Regions from separate parts of the Mus musculus genome. Here regions 1 and 2 are each linked to region 3. Evidence: chromatin contacts called from public Hi-C and HiCAR-type data. All regions are on one chromosome and are shown on one strand. The core of a region is the stretch at or near the end of the contact, and the rest is flanking DNA. Distances in the headings are between cores, read along the strand shown.

What was found. A called contact is a pair of places that touch in the nucleus more often than the background predicts. HiCAR-type assays count read pairs that join an accessible place to other places.
Region 1: a contact with region 3 is called in a Hi-C map of embryonic fibroblasts, with 5 times the contacts expected there. The contact joins two enhancer-like sites. A contact is called at or near these places in 1 of 39 promoter capture datasets (embryonic stem cells), 3 of 15 datasets of contacts at CTCF or cohesin (embryonic stem cells, large pre-B cells and pro-B cells), 18 of 484 Hi-C or Micro-C datasets (the 3T3-L1 cell line, the G1E-ER4 cell line, the HL-1 cell line and 6 more), 1 of 115 datasets of contacts at active chromatin or transcription factors (fibro-adipogenic progenitors) and 2 of 9 other capture datasets (embryonic tail and embryonic trunk).
Region 2: a contact with region 3 is called in a HiCAR-type map of fibro-adipogenic progenitors, with 3 times the contacts expected there. The contact joins two enhancer-like sites. A contact is called at or near these places in 1 of 15 datasets of contacts at CTCF or cohesin (the NIH/3T3 cell line), 10 of 484 Hi-C or Micro-C datasets (all in embryonic stem cells) and 2 of 115 datasets of contacts at active chromatin or transcription factors (the NIH/3T3 cell line and fibro-adipogenic progenitors).

Annotation. Positions count from the first base shown.
Region 1 is chr5:74,430,432-74,434,850 of GRCm38.p6, forward strand. The region is part of intron 4 of Scfd2 (Sec1 family domain containing 2); the gene reads right to left. Among named protein-coding and RNA genes, the nearest start is that of Scfd2, 99 kb to the right of the region's middle. Within about 2 kb of position 2,775, at least 60 of the 459 cell types and tissues checked have an H3K27ac peak or open chromatin away from gene starts, as enhancers often do. A contact at or near this core is called in embryonic fibroblasts, where this site is marked.
Region 2 is chr5:74,597,937-74,602,684 of GRCm38.p6, forward strand. All of the region lies in intron 9 of Lnx1 (ligand of numb-protein X 1), which reads right to left. Fip1l1 (FIP1 like 1 (S. cerevisiae)) reads left to right here. Exons shown (of 18, transcript NM_001159573.2): 18 at 1-854. Among named protein-coding and RNA genes, the nearest start is that of Gm32304, 47 kb to the right of the region's middle. Within about 2 kb of position 2,290, at least 2 of the 459 cell types and tissues checked have an H3K27ac peak or open chromatin away from gene starts, as enhancers often do. A contact at or near this core is called in fibro-adipogenic progenitors, where this site is marked.
Region 3 is chr5:74,894,162-74,898,744 of GRCm38.p6, forward strand. No RefSeq gene overlaps it. Among named protein-coding and RNA genes, the nearest start is that of Gm52779, 48 kb to the right of the region's middle. Within about 2 kb of position 3,135, at least 71 of the 459 cell types and tissues checked have an H3K27ac peak or open chromatin away from gene starts, as enhancers often do. A contact at or near this core is called in embryonic fibroblasts and fibro-adipogenic progenitors, where this site is marked.

The DNA.
Region 1 (4,419 bases), core at 1,525-4,024, 460 kb before region 3:
TATACACAACATTTATATCACAACTTTAATCTGACTTTTGACAGATTTTAAACACTCGATTGCAGCTACACCTTCATTTTTTCTTTGATCAACTCCAAAGCACGCCTCTTGTCTCCCAGGTGTAGAGAATGCTGCCCTTTCTCTTCCTCTTTCCCCCTCAGAACTGTCACTACTAGGTCTGCTTATGCCTTTGGAATTTTTGTTGTTGTTCTGTTCAGTCCTTGCCTCAATTATGTAAGCAAAGAAGAATTCACTACTATCAATCACAATCTCTTCAGACCTTATAAATACACAAGTTACTGCTATTGGTACATTGTTGCTTGCTTTAGGAGACTATTATTCATTATAAAATCCATGATAATGTCATATATTTTCCTTCTGCCATACATAAATGGGCATGGGTCAAAGTTTTGAAATTACTAAATTTTACTCAACCAAAGAAGTGGTGGTAATAAGCAGTTAAAACATTGTTGCCTTCAGCACAAGTTCCGTTTATATTCAAAACTGTGGCCTTTCATAGTTGAAATCCATAATGGCAGTACTGGAAAATACCAGGAGTATCAAAAAGACTTAGGGTGTTTCAGTCCCATGAAGGGACAGATAATAAACTACCTTCAGATGACAAGACCCAGCCATATTCTTAAGCCTTCCAGACAGAAGGTTGTGGGTTACATCCCCACCTGAATGACCTGTACACAAAGAGCCTTGAATCCATCTGCTCAGAGCAAGAGTTCATCTCATGTTCAGGACCTCTCATCTGTGCACAGAGGCTCTGGGTGCAGAGAGAGCTGCTGAGGAGAAGTCCATGGACCTCACTGGAGCAGGTTAGACACTCATGGGATGCAATGGAGCAGGGTAGACACTCATGGGATGCAATGGAGCAGGGTAGACACTCATGGGATGCAATGGAGCAAGGTAGATACTCATGGGATACAATGGAGCAGGGTAGACACTCATGGGATGCAATGGAGCAGGGTAGACACTCATGGGGTGCAATGGAGCAGGTTAGACACTCATGGGATGCAGTGGAGCAGGTTAGACACTCATGGGGTGCAATGGAGCAGGTTAGACACTCATGGGATACAATGGAGCAGGTTAGACACTCATGGGGTGGAATGGAGCAGGTTAGACACTCATGGGATTACAGGTTGTGCTTTACAAGATTCCAAATGGCTTTTAAGGTGAAGAGCTCAACATGGATTGTGTGGTGCTTAAGCAGGTAACGAGCATAGGCTTGGGAGCCAGAAGAGCTGGTCACAGCAGTCACTGCCACTCACAGTGGCTGAGCGCGTCCCAAACTCAGAATCTCAGCTTCTTCATTTCAAAACTGGAGTTGCTGCACAGTAAAGACATATATACATAAGACACTAAGTCTGGTACATAGCATATGTAAGCCTTGATACATGAGGTCCATAATATGATCAAAATATACTGCACAGGTATATGAAATTCTCAAAAATAATGAGAATGTTATAATAAAAATAATTTTAAAAATTTAAAATAATACCCAGTAAAATTATCACTAGTATTAGTCGTGTGATACTGCTCAGAACCTCCCTTTGAGTCCACCTGTTCTCTGATGTGACACATGATCAGATTTTTCATTTCTGCTCACCAGCTGAAATTAGAGGAGTGGCTTTTCTTGCTATCAAAGAAAACAGACCTGATGGACAAAGAAAACATGGGGACCTTTCTATGGGTGTGCTGCATACGACATTCAACTCCACTCTCTTCTTGAGGATCCTGGCTTCATGTTTTATCAGTCACAACCTTTCATTGTGTTCCTTCTTACAGCAGCCCCTATTTTAAAGGTGCTTTCCAAATAACCTTATGTTTGGACTGAGTTAAAAATGCTAAAAACAGATGTGCTCGCTATCTTCCAGGAATGCTGCAGAGATCCTAAGGAGAGTGGACTCAGCACCACCTGGATTGGACCCACAAGACAGTAGCTACTATTAACAAGCCCAAAAGAAAAGAGAGAATTTGATTTTAGTGCCCTGTTAGAGATATTTGGGCAAAAGAAAGTGTATTTATGTGGAAAGTTTCAAGACATTACAAATGAGATAAAGCTAAATGAGAAGAACACAGACGTGCAGCCCATAGACCTCAGCTCGCCATATGTGAAGTATCAAATAAATAGCTTTTCTAATCTCAAATGTTAATCTCTCCTTTCAGCCTTCCTCATTTTATGGGACCAAATATTTCAAGCCTCATCTGGGTTCTATTACAATCTCAAAGACAACACGATATCTAGGAAAGAGTTTATATGTAAAAATCACTTAAACTCAGGCAGTGGTATAAACTGAAGTCCAGACTCCATTACCCCTAGATTTCATGTAATTATATTCCTTTTTCTTTAACTCCAAAATGATAATTTTCTCCTTTGGCACAGAGTCTCTTTGGCTCCAGGTTTGATGCCAATGCAGTCTTACTGTGAAAACAAATTAGAAGTAGGTGGTCTGGTTAGTCTTCACAATGCTCCATTTTAATCAGGCAGAGCAGTGGAGAGGACGGCTGTGGAAACGCTGGCGGGTCTTCAAACAACAGTGCACGCTGTCCATTTTACTCACAATGAAAAAGCTCTTCGGGAGATTTCGATAACGGTTCCCCTCCTACTCGGAGTCCACATTTGTAATGTTTATATAAGTGGGGCTATAAATCTTTCTCCAATAGACCCCATGGTTTCTGAGGCAGACTTCTTGTTATAAACTGCCTGTTTCCGGTTTGCCTGCCTAAGCAAGGCAGGCAAAGCCAGTTCGCCAGAGACTGGAACTAATTTAATGTGCTCCAGGTTTAAGCCCCTAGCCTGTGTGCCTTTACAGGGAGATTTTACACAGCGGATTACAGCTGACTTTAACAATGATTCATATGATAAGTGGCTTTCGATTTGTTTTTTAATGTCCGAAAGTATGCATTTGCAAAGGACATGTCATCAAAATAATGTTGTTAAAGTAATACCCTTAGAAAGGGAAAAGAAGGAATTCAACTTTTCATCAAAATGAAAAAGTTTAAATGTTATCCGTGCCAAAGACTCTTGCACATGAATTTAAGGGTTCTATTACACAAAATAAGACAAAGTTGTTTATAGACAGTTAAGCCTGGATGAGCTCCAAGATGTGATTGGTTAAATTGATACATTTTACCTCAAGGTTTGGTCCTGTTATTAAAAATACTGAAGCTATCATGAAAATGGACAAAAGCCCTATTCTTTCCAGCCTCAAAGAGATCCTGTGCGTTTTTTTTCAAAGATGCACCATTCCTTGAGACAAGCGCTAACTGAAACAGAAGCACATTCACAAACCTCCACTACCATCCATCAGGGGAAAAACAAAAACGTGTCATCTGTTACCTCAGCAACGCCCCGTAAGAAAGTAAACGGCACCACAGAAGCGAGGAGTCTACTAATCCTCTGAGTGTCTGTGCTGAGTACTCTCTACAACACCTTTTTAAAATACCAAATGTAAGAAGATAGGTTTGTCCCAAGCTGTTGATTTCTTCCAATTTTTTTCTTTTGAGATTCCTTCAAAGGGCAGGGCAAAGACATACAGTAGGGGGCAGTGTTGCACCACCGTGCTCTCACTTGGAAAGAATCAAGGCCAGACCGAAGGAAACCCAGCCATTATTCTTCATTTAGACTTATTACCCTAATTATTACAAAATTTCAGAGTTTTTCCTTGTAGCATAACCTGCTTTTTCACCACCTACATACCTACATACCATATTAAGATGTTTTAAGTGATACAAAAACAAATGTTTTTAATAACAAAACCAAATCCACCCAAATATCCGAGACATGGCTGATTGCTGTTTAGCCGTTGATGGAGAACTATTTGTTCAATGTCATATTTTAAAAGCACGAAGACTTCTCCAACTGCAAATATCCAGATGTTCTTTATTGTAAATATAATATCACATTGGGAGATGGCTAAAAAAAAAAAATGAATGAACCTTGGTCTAAAATGAAATGCAGAGTTGGTTTATAAAATACAAGTCAATGTGACCCATGCTAATTAGATAATTTTAAAAATATGGGGTAAGAAAATATTTACAAGTACAAAATGTCTTCATATCTTCCAGAAATAAACTCTTTTGTTCCATCTGCTGGGCTGGCTCTCGGAAGGAGGAAACTGACACCTGGGCTGCATGCTTGCTCCCCAGCACTTACGCTGCTTTGGAGTTCTGAGTGGGTGCGCGGAGAGGCTAAACCTTTCCCAGGTCCCAAGAATAAAACTTGCCCATCTATCGAAGTAATTTTATCTACCATACATAGTGGAAATCCAAGTGTATATTTCAAGGTTAGTAAACAAAATAACAATTCACTATTTGACTTCAAAAAAAGAAAAAAAGACAAGGAGCCTGAAAGATGGCTCAGAAGTTAAGAGTACTTACTGCTCTTGCAGAGGACCTGAGTTCATTTCC
Region 2 (4,748 bases), core at 1,040-3,539, 300 kb before region 3:
GAAATAGAATGTAATTAATGTCTATTTAAATGAGTTTTTAGCTGTGACTTCTCTCATTCATTTTTTGGGGACACTTTTAAAATGAAAAAATACTGCGTCAGCTTTTGTATTTTGATCTCTTTTTTCCATAGCTGAATACCCTTTCAACAAAAGGACTTAGTATTATTTTCTATTTGTGTCTCTGCTGAGAAAGATGGCCACATTTTTTTGGCTAAGGACAAAATAATGCATGAGCCAGAAGTAGGATATGTCTCGATACTTCTAATGATAACCCACAGTGGAACATATTGAGGGGGTATAATTTTATATACTTGGGGGCTCATATAATTTGTAAAGAAGACAAACATTCTCAGAATTAGCGATTAATTGCAAGGACAATAATTTTAACTTATGCTAATGAACTTCACTAAGTTGTAAGCTTTCTATTGACCCTTGGAAAATACTAGTTTATACTCACACAAACTGAAGACTGTAGACAAAGTGAATGGAAACTTGGCCAAAAATAGTGGAGTGGTTGTTGTAGGAAAATAACATGGCATAGCTGCAGCAAAGAGTACAGAGGGGAGGGAGGAGCACAGCTGGCCTGAGAACCAATACCACCTTCAACTAGGAGAGTCGCGGCTGTCAGACCTAAGTGCAAACAGCTGCATTAGAGTAGACAGTGTGTCGGAAGATGGGGGTGGCTCTAGGATCAAGGGATCTACCACATGTGTATCTATGGTCTAGGAACTGCTTTTGACTGGAAGATAGTGTTTTTATGTTGGTAGAAATGAAGATGTTTTGTTTATAGACTGTACCTTAAAATAATCAGTTGCTTTTTGATAATCAATAAAAATGATCTTGTGAAATATTAAGCAATGAAGTTTGGTCATTACCCTGACTGCTGGCCTTTCGTTATTTAACAACTTGGATGGCTATTCTTGGTGGCAACTTGATTGCATCTGGAATTAACTAAAACTCAAGTGGCTGGGTGCACCTATGAGGGATTCTTTTTTCTTAATCATTTGAAGTGGGAAGGCCCACTGTTGGTCCAGATCTCATGTGGAGTTAGGAAGATCTGCCTTTAATCTGGGCCATGCTGCTGGCAGCCTATGTAAGGACATGAAGAAAGAAGCCTGCTCTCTGTTTGCCTGCTTGCTCTTGCTCTCCCTTGCAAGTCCTTTGAGATTCCAACATAGACTAAAGACCATCTGAGACTCCAGCCTCATGGACTAAGCAACTACTGGATTCTTGGACCTTCCATTGGTAGACATCCATTGTTGGACACGCTGAACCACACAGCCTGTAAACCATTCATACATACATACATACATACATACATACATATATACACATGTATATATATTCATTCTAAGTTCCTCTAGAGAATCCTAATACAATAACCTTTTCCATACTGTTTCTTTCATTTGAAATAAAACAAGCCCATTTTTTTTTTATTTTTAGAGGCATTGACATACCCATACATCATGTACAAGATTTTCTTTCATTGAAATGATTTTTAAAAAACACCCATAAATTTCACTTAGTGAAAACTCATTTCTACTCTTAAGTACTTGTCTTAATTCCCACAAACCTGTGAGTGGCACAGACATCCTGTCGGAGCTACTGTGTACGAGATGCCACACTATTCAGTTCCAGTGTATCTGACTAGAGTAGAAGCAGCACACATCCCCACCTTGGTTGACATATGCCTGTTTTTGGTAGGAAAGAAGTAATTAAATGCTTCCTGCCCAGGGGTGTGATCCACTCTAACAGTTATATAACTATAACTAGGTATATAGAGCAGTCTCTGAATCTGAATGCTTCTCTGTCTTTGGATCATTGGGGGTTTTTTTTGGTGGGGGGATGTGTTTGTGGGATTTTTTTGTTTTGTTTTTCAGTAAGTATTTCTGTGGGCCCTATTTGACCAAATATTTTTTATGTTGACCAGCATTCAGGATGGGACACGTCTTCCTACCCTTTTGTTCTGTTGTAGCAGCAAAACCTAGTTTGTTTGGTTTTTTTTAATTAATTTATTTATTTACTATATGTAAGTACACTGTAGCTGTCTTCAGATGCACCTGAAGAGGGCATCAGATCTCATGGTGGTTGTGAGCCACCATGTGGTTGCTGGGATTTGAACTTCGGACCTTTGGAAGAGCAGCCAGGTGCTCTTACCCACTGAGCCATCTCTCCAGCCCCGCAAAACCTAGTTACGTTAAGCTCTGCCAGCATCAGACTGGTTCGTTGGGACTGATGACCTTTTTTTCCCCTTGCATTACTTCATCACCCACTGGGAAACGTGGCAGCTGGTTCAGATGAGTAACCTTTCAGAGTAAGTGACTTGACCCTCTGGATGTGACTGTGAGCTTCTCCTCCTCTGAGCTCATTCTTTTAATCTACATCTAATTGAGAAAGATTTGGCATGGTGTAAGGAATGGCAAAGGCTTTGGTCATTTTTCCAGTGGGACTATGGTTAGGCTTAGGCTCACAGGGAAATTTAACTCGAGCAATTTAAGAATAAGAAGCCTTGAGCTGCTTAAGAAAGGAAGTTTTGGAGCTAGAATGGTTGCTCAGCCATGAAGAGTACTTAGTTGTTTTTCCAGAAAACTGGGATTCAGTTTCCAGCACCCACGTGATGGCTTATAATTGTCTGTAACTACAGTTCCAGGGAATCCATACACCCTTTTTGACCTCCACAGGTATCAGGTATACTATGGTATACCTACTTGTAGGCAAGACACTTACAAATTAATTTTATCTTTAATCTCCCCTCTTCTTCCTCATATGCCAATTTACTCAACAAATCATTGCAACATTGCCCAGGTTTAAGTCAGATGTTTACTAAGACAAGGGAAGCATTGCCTCTTAAAAAACAAGAAGCCAAAACAGAAGTTTAACGGTAGAATGTAAACTGTGTCTATTAGCCAAGACAGTGTCAAGCCCATGTCTCTGACTGGATTGAATCATAACCTGTGGTGTGGAAGCAGCAGAGACCATGAATTGATTCTTCATACTTTAGATTATTGCACTATCTTAGCCATAGAGAATTTAATAATTTTGGATACTTTATACTTAATACTTTATACTTAAAAAAGGACAATAGGTCAAATTAAGTCTAAAGTATTCTCATCACTGTTTTTATATTGGAATCACAAATCCAAAACACCACATCTGTATATTAATATACGTGTAGAAGAAAAACAATGGCCAAGTTTGGAAAACAATAGATTAGGCTTATGTTGAGAAAAGAAAGTTGATCACATAACCAGTTTCAGTCCTTTTACAAAAAGTCATCTTAACTTTGTTACTGTCTGTTTGGATAGTTCAGCTTTTTGTCCTAACTTACTTGTAAACATTACCGCTAATTTTAAAGTCTGGGTAGAATGTAAAGAGCCTCTTCCTGTGGCTAACTCCTGGATTAGTGTGCCTGTGTTGATTGCTCTCTGCTGGCACTCTGCCACCATGTGCTATTCAGCTCATGAAGGAAGTATCTCTCTTTAGTTGATACTTAAGCAGGTAGGCAGAGAGCTCATCCAACCCAGGTGGGATATAAAAAATCTGCTCAAATGGAGCTCTAAGGAAACGGTCTGCAGAGCATTCGGTGGTCACCTTTCATGACTTTTATAGTTCATAATAGTAAATACTTTTATCAGGATATCTTGCTCTCTAGATTCTGAAGTCAATAAAAGGCTTTTCTTAAACATAAAGGATTCATTGTTTCATCAATAAATGTCTACTCAACAGCAGTTCCAGACCTTCTGAAATGCTAGGGTTTTTGTTTGTTTGTTTGTTTGTTTGGTTGTTTTTTTTTTTTTTTTTTGGAAGGGTCTACCTATTGTTAACAGTAAACATTAAAATGCATCATTTTACATATTAAATATAGGCAGGCTTGGGGCAAGTGTTTGATAGGTTTTTAAAAATAACTTTGCTCTTGAAATTATGTGCCCATTTGGTTTTTGATGGATGGAACTTTCCAATCACACAGGGAAAGAGATAGGAGAAATGACAAGAAATTATAGACTTATGTAGCAAGCAGTAGTGAAAGCTGTCTTTTCTATCCTGGTGCAAGATTCTGTTATGTGAACTTCTCCAGAACTCACTTTATAGTAGAAAACAAAAAACAAAGATATAAATCAGCTAAAGCTAAATATAGGCTTAGCAGTCTCTTGGGGGTACTTCCAACTCACTAAAGCATCATGATTGAAATCACAGACTCAGGCAGGAATAGCAGGCTTAGCTTGCAGCTCAGCCATGCAGCGTGAGCATGTCATCTGACAGCTCTGAGCCTTAGTCTCCTTCTGAGTCACAGAGAGCATGTGACGCTCAGAAGAGACCCCGGGCTTACTCGGGGCTCATAAACATTAGTGGTCTCATAGCTGCCCTGACACTGCATGGCTTCGATGTACAGACACACGGACTTAGCTCATGACCTAGGTGTCAAACTCTAGCTAGCAAAAGAAAATACTGATGCCTGTTTCCTCCCCCTTTAATATTAACAGTCTCCATTAAAGTATATCAGGGGCTTCAGGAGAAGAAAGGGTTAAATTCTTAGGCAAGAAGAGAACTGAGTTAGTGCATATTTCTATCACGCTAGTCCAGATGAGAGCTTGCTTTGAAGACCTTCCAGATGCAGAATGTGGGCCCTGAGAGCGAACAACGTAAAATGTCATCCGTGTTCTCTGTTGAATGGCAGTTGATGACTGGCGTAACTGGCAGAACGTCTAGAGCTGCTACAGGGGTCCCCCGGCATACGGTGCTACCAAGGA
Region 3 (4,583 bases), core at 1,885-4,384:
GATGTGGACCTGGTGGGAGGGGGTTGCTGAGGACGTTCCTTAGAAGCTGTGGGACTACAGACCACTGGGGACATTCCTCAAAAGGGCCCTAGCCCCCTCCCTTCCCTTCTACCCTTATCAGGTAAGTGGCTTGACTCCACCACATCCTCTGCACAGGCTCAGGAGCAGCTGGACCAATCTATCCCAGCGCAAAGCATCCTCAAGTGTTAGCTGATTATCTCAGGCACAGTTCCATATGAAAGAATAGTACAACTTCCAAGCCAACTGGACTCGAGCTAATGTGTCTATCTCCCCATTCTCTCATCCCCACCAAATCCTCCTTCCATCTCCCTGAGCTGACACAAGGAATCCTGCTTCTTTGTCCCGTGTGCTGTGGTGTCCAAGAGTGACTCTTGCAGTGGCAGAATACTATTAAGCCCTGGGAAAGAATGTAATGGTGCCATTTCTGACACGTGGATGAACCCGAGGGGGTGTGATGCTAACTGAAATTAAGCCAGTTGCGGAAGACTAAATGTTGCACGTACAGAAGGAATCTGACCAGGGCAATCCATGGATGCAGAGTTGAGTGGTGTTTGCTGAGAGCTTCAGGAAGGAGAAATGGGGAGATGCTGCTCAACAGAGAGAAAGTCTGCGTTGTGCAGAAGGAGGACGTTCTGGAGATTTACTATTAAATATGCGTACTCAAAGGTAATGCTGTATGGTGTAGTTAAAGACGTGGAGAGAGGTGAATCCCGTGTTATGTGTTTTCATAACAACAAACAGAAACGTGGGGGAGTTCTCAGAGGTGGTGGGTACATGCATCTTTGCCTTCATTGTGATGATGAAGGTATAGACAGTTGTCCAAGTTCACACACACTCACACAGACACTGACACACACACACACACACACACACACACACACACACAAACACTACTTATTTCCGTGGTCACTGTATCAGTCAGGATTCTCTAGAGTAACAGAATTTATACAATGAATCTCTCTGTATAGAAAGGGAATTTATTAGAATGATTTATAGGCTATGGTCCAGCCAGTTTGACTATGGCTGCCTCTGAACTAAAAGTCCAAGAATCTAGTAGTCCATGCTCAGTCCATGAGGCTGGAGTCTCAGCTGGTCTTCAGTATACACCAGCATGTGGAAGTAGGCTCTAGTGATAGCCAAAAAATGGGCCTGCTAGCAAGTAGTCAGCAAGCAAGCACAAAGCAAAAGCTTCCCTCTTCTGAGTCCTTATAAAGGCTTCCAGGGAAACCCATGGCCCATTGTAGAGGTGTCTGCCTTCCTCAAAGATCCAATTAGAAGTAGATCTTCCCACTTCAAATTAAGCAAAAATCCCTCACAGGTGTGTCCCTCCATTGGGGGGTTCTAGTTCATTCCAGAGGTTGTCAAGTTGACAACCAAGAATAGCCATCACAGTCACCTTCCCAAAACAAGTGACTGGTGTAAGATCACCTAGCTCCAGGTCTAATTAAGAATCCAGCCATTTTCAGGCGGCCTCAGTAGCTCTCATTTCTCTCTAATGAAAACTCTGCTTCCATTAGAATGCACTGTCAGGGCTCTGCAAGACCTGACCTTGCCCTTGCTCGGCTTCTCCTGCAACTTGTGCTGAGCAGCCTTAGCTTGGTCCTCTGTAGTTAGCTATCCAGAGCCCACACCACTCTTACATCAACCCCTTCTCTGACTAAATCCTTCCTATGGGATACGTAGACATCTAGGCTTCCAGGAAGCCCCCTTGGCTCTTCCAGGATGCTGCATTGTCTAGCCCTTGTTTGTCTTTTCTTAGCAATTCTATGATTTCCCAGAGCTCCCTGCTGGACTATGGAGCAAACCCTTGGGAGCAGACACTCCCTTTATTGGTTAACCTCGATCTCCTGCCCCAGAACCTTCAAGGTGTCGCACACTTGTTGGGTGAATGGGCCAGTTGGCGGCCATCCTCATTCTCATTATGTGTAGCAGCAGGATCCCATTGCCAGAGCCCCAAACCCCAATTCTTGTGCCTCCGACTCTCTAATGGATGCGCTATCACAACTGCAGTATCATTTTCTTTGCTGCTAAGACAGTATAGCCAACAAGATGCTACTGAGGGACAGAGAGTGAATTATAGACCATCGGTTGAGGGGATAAAGCCTTCATGGTGGGAGGCCCTGGCAGCAGGAGTGAGGGGCAGCTGGTCACATTGTGTTGTAGTCAGGAAGCAGAGAGCATAGGAGCTGGTGGGGCCAGACTACAGAATCCCAGTTCTGTTCCCAGTGGTCCACTTCCTTCAGCAAAGCTTCACCTCTGCACAAACTCAGATGGCACCAGCAGTTGGAGACCAAGCATTGAGCATTTCCCACCATAGCAATCTTACCACAGGGTCTGTCAAATTATCTCTCTCACTCTATGAGTATGTTCTGAGGAGGGGATCCCTCCGAGTGACAGTGAATCCAGAATGGCCTCACACAGCCTGCCCCTGTTGACCAGAGACCTGGATGTGACTCTATCTTTTATCCCCTTCTGAGTTTATGCCTGACTCTTCAGGCTGAGAACAACAAGGACAGAGTCAGAGAGGAAAGGGGACAGTGGGAGAGATGGTTCAATACAAATATAGTGACATATATGAACAAAATACCACAATTAAATAATCAGTTGGTATTTGACATTTTAATTTAAAAATTCCTTTAAAAAAAAAACAGCTCAACCAAGGCCTCAATATATCCTTACTTGCAAACTGGCTTCCAATTTCATAAATTCTTCATGCTTGGGCCTTTGAGAACAAGGTGTCCTTGATAGTTCTTAGTCTCATAGCATAATAAAAGAGAGACAAAAGAGAACACTTGGGAAGCTGAGGCAGGAGGATTATGAGGTTGAGGCCAGCCTGGACTCCATGCGAGACACTGTCCCTAAACAAAACACATGAAAGAAATACATATCTATCCACCCTCAGGCTTAACCACATGAGTGTTTCCACTGTGCTTTTACAAACCGAACTGAAATCTGACCCCTGCTACCAGATTCATATTCTAATAAAATAGCAAGGAGGGATTTCCCTAGAGCCATAGTGAATCAGCAGCATGTGTCAGACAGGACTGAGCTGCACCACCCTTCCTGACTGGAAAGCAAAGATGCAGACCAAGATTGTTCTTGGCTGCAGAAGGAGATGACTGGGTAGTTAACCGAGAAAAGCACCCGGAGGAGACAAAGCGCTTGAGATCAGGCGGTCTGCACTCCTAGGGGTCGGATAGGAGACTATGTCACCCCCGTGAAGACATGATACTGGTATTACTCAGATATTTCCAGGATCTGGGCTTTGTGGCGAAATGTGCTGACCTCGTTATAGAACACTGCCCTGAGAGAGAGCATTCCTTGGCATAATGAAGCTTTGAGTCATATTAAGGACGGGATCTCTCCATGACCTCTGCAACTCCTCCATTATGGAATTAGGAACTTTCACAGCACAGAGGGTGATTCAGGAATGAGACCCTCTATCCAGAACTACAGAGTGCTCGGTGACCACAGGCTTACCCTTTTTGTTTCTCAAGGCTATCCCAAACCCAGGAAAATGAACTATGTTTTACAACCACACACTGTCCAGCTGTCAAAACTCACTCTCTGGGTTGAAGATGTGGTTCAGCGGTTAAGAGCACTGACTGCTCTTCCAAAGGTCCTGAGTTCAATTCCCAGCAACCACACGGTGACACACAACCATCTGTAATGGGATCTGATGCCCTCTTCTGGGGTGTCCGAAGAGAGGAACAGTGTACTCGCATACATAAAATAATCTAAACAAAACAAGACAAAACACCTCAATCCATGCTCTCTGTGCCATAGACTACAAACTTGGGGGTATTGAGGAACAAGATATAGGAATGGCTCGTAGGAAATGCTTGCCCACGTGGTATAGAATTATTAGTCTATCAGTCTTAATAATGAGTAAGTGGGAAGGCCCCATCCTGGGTCCCAAGCTGGTGGCCCAGGTTGCTTTCCTAAATCACTTTAATCCCCTAAGGGTAGATTAGATTATGGACTTTTACAGCAGTGAGGGTGACTCGGGATGGGACTGTAAAGGACCCTCTGGTCCCCTAAGGAGTGATGGCACAGAACACATAGAAGATAGTGTGAGAGGGTTCATTTCTCTCTGATTCCTGGCTGCATATGTAACGTAGTCATCAAAGGCTTCATAACTTGGCTGTCATGTCTTCCCTGCTATGATGGTCTGTAAAACCCAAAAACACCAGCCAAATAAACTCCCCCTTCCTTAACTTCCTTCCGTGGGATATTAGGTCACAACAATGGAAAGGTAGTTACCACACCGAGGAGGGGACTCCAGTTTCTGTCTGTCTTCTCAAGCTGCAGAGCCTCCAAGGAAGGCAAATTGCTCATCTGTCACTTCTACATCCTTGTAGTTAATTACGTGTGGACTAAGTCTCTCTCTCTCTCTCTCTCTCTCTCTCTCTCTCTCTCTCTCTCTCTCTCTCTCTCTCTCTCTCTCCCTCCCTCCCTCCCTCCCTCTCTTCCTCCCTTCCCTAGGATAGAAGAGCTCAATGAAACCCCATTCACAAGTAGACAAAAACTTTATTAAAGAGTCTTCAGTAGTTATTAAGGTG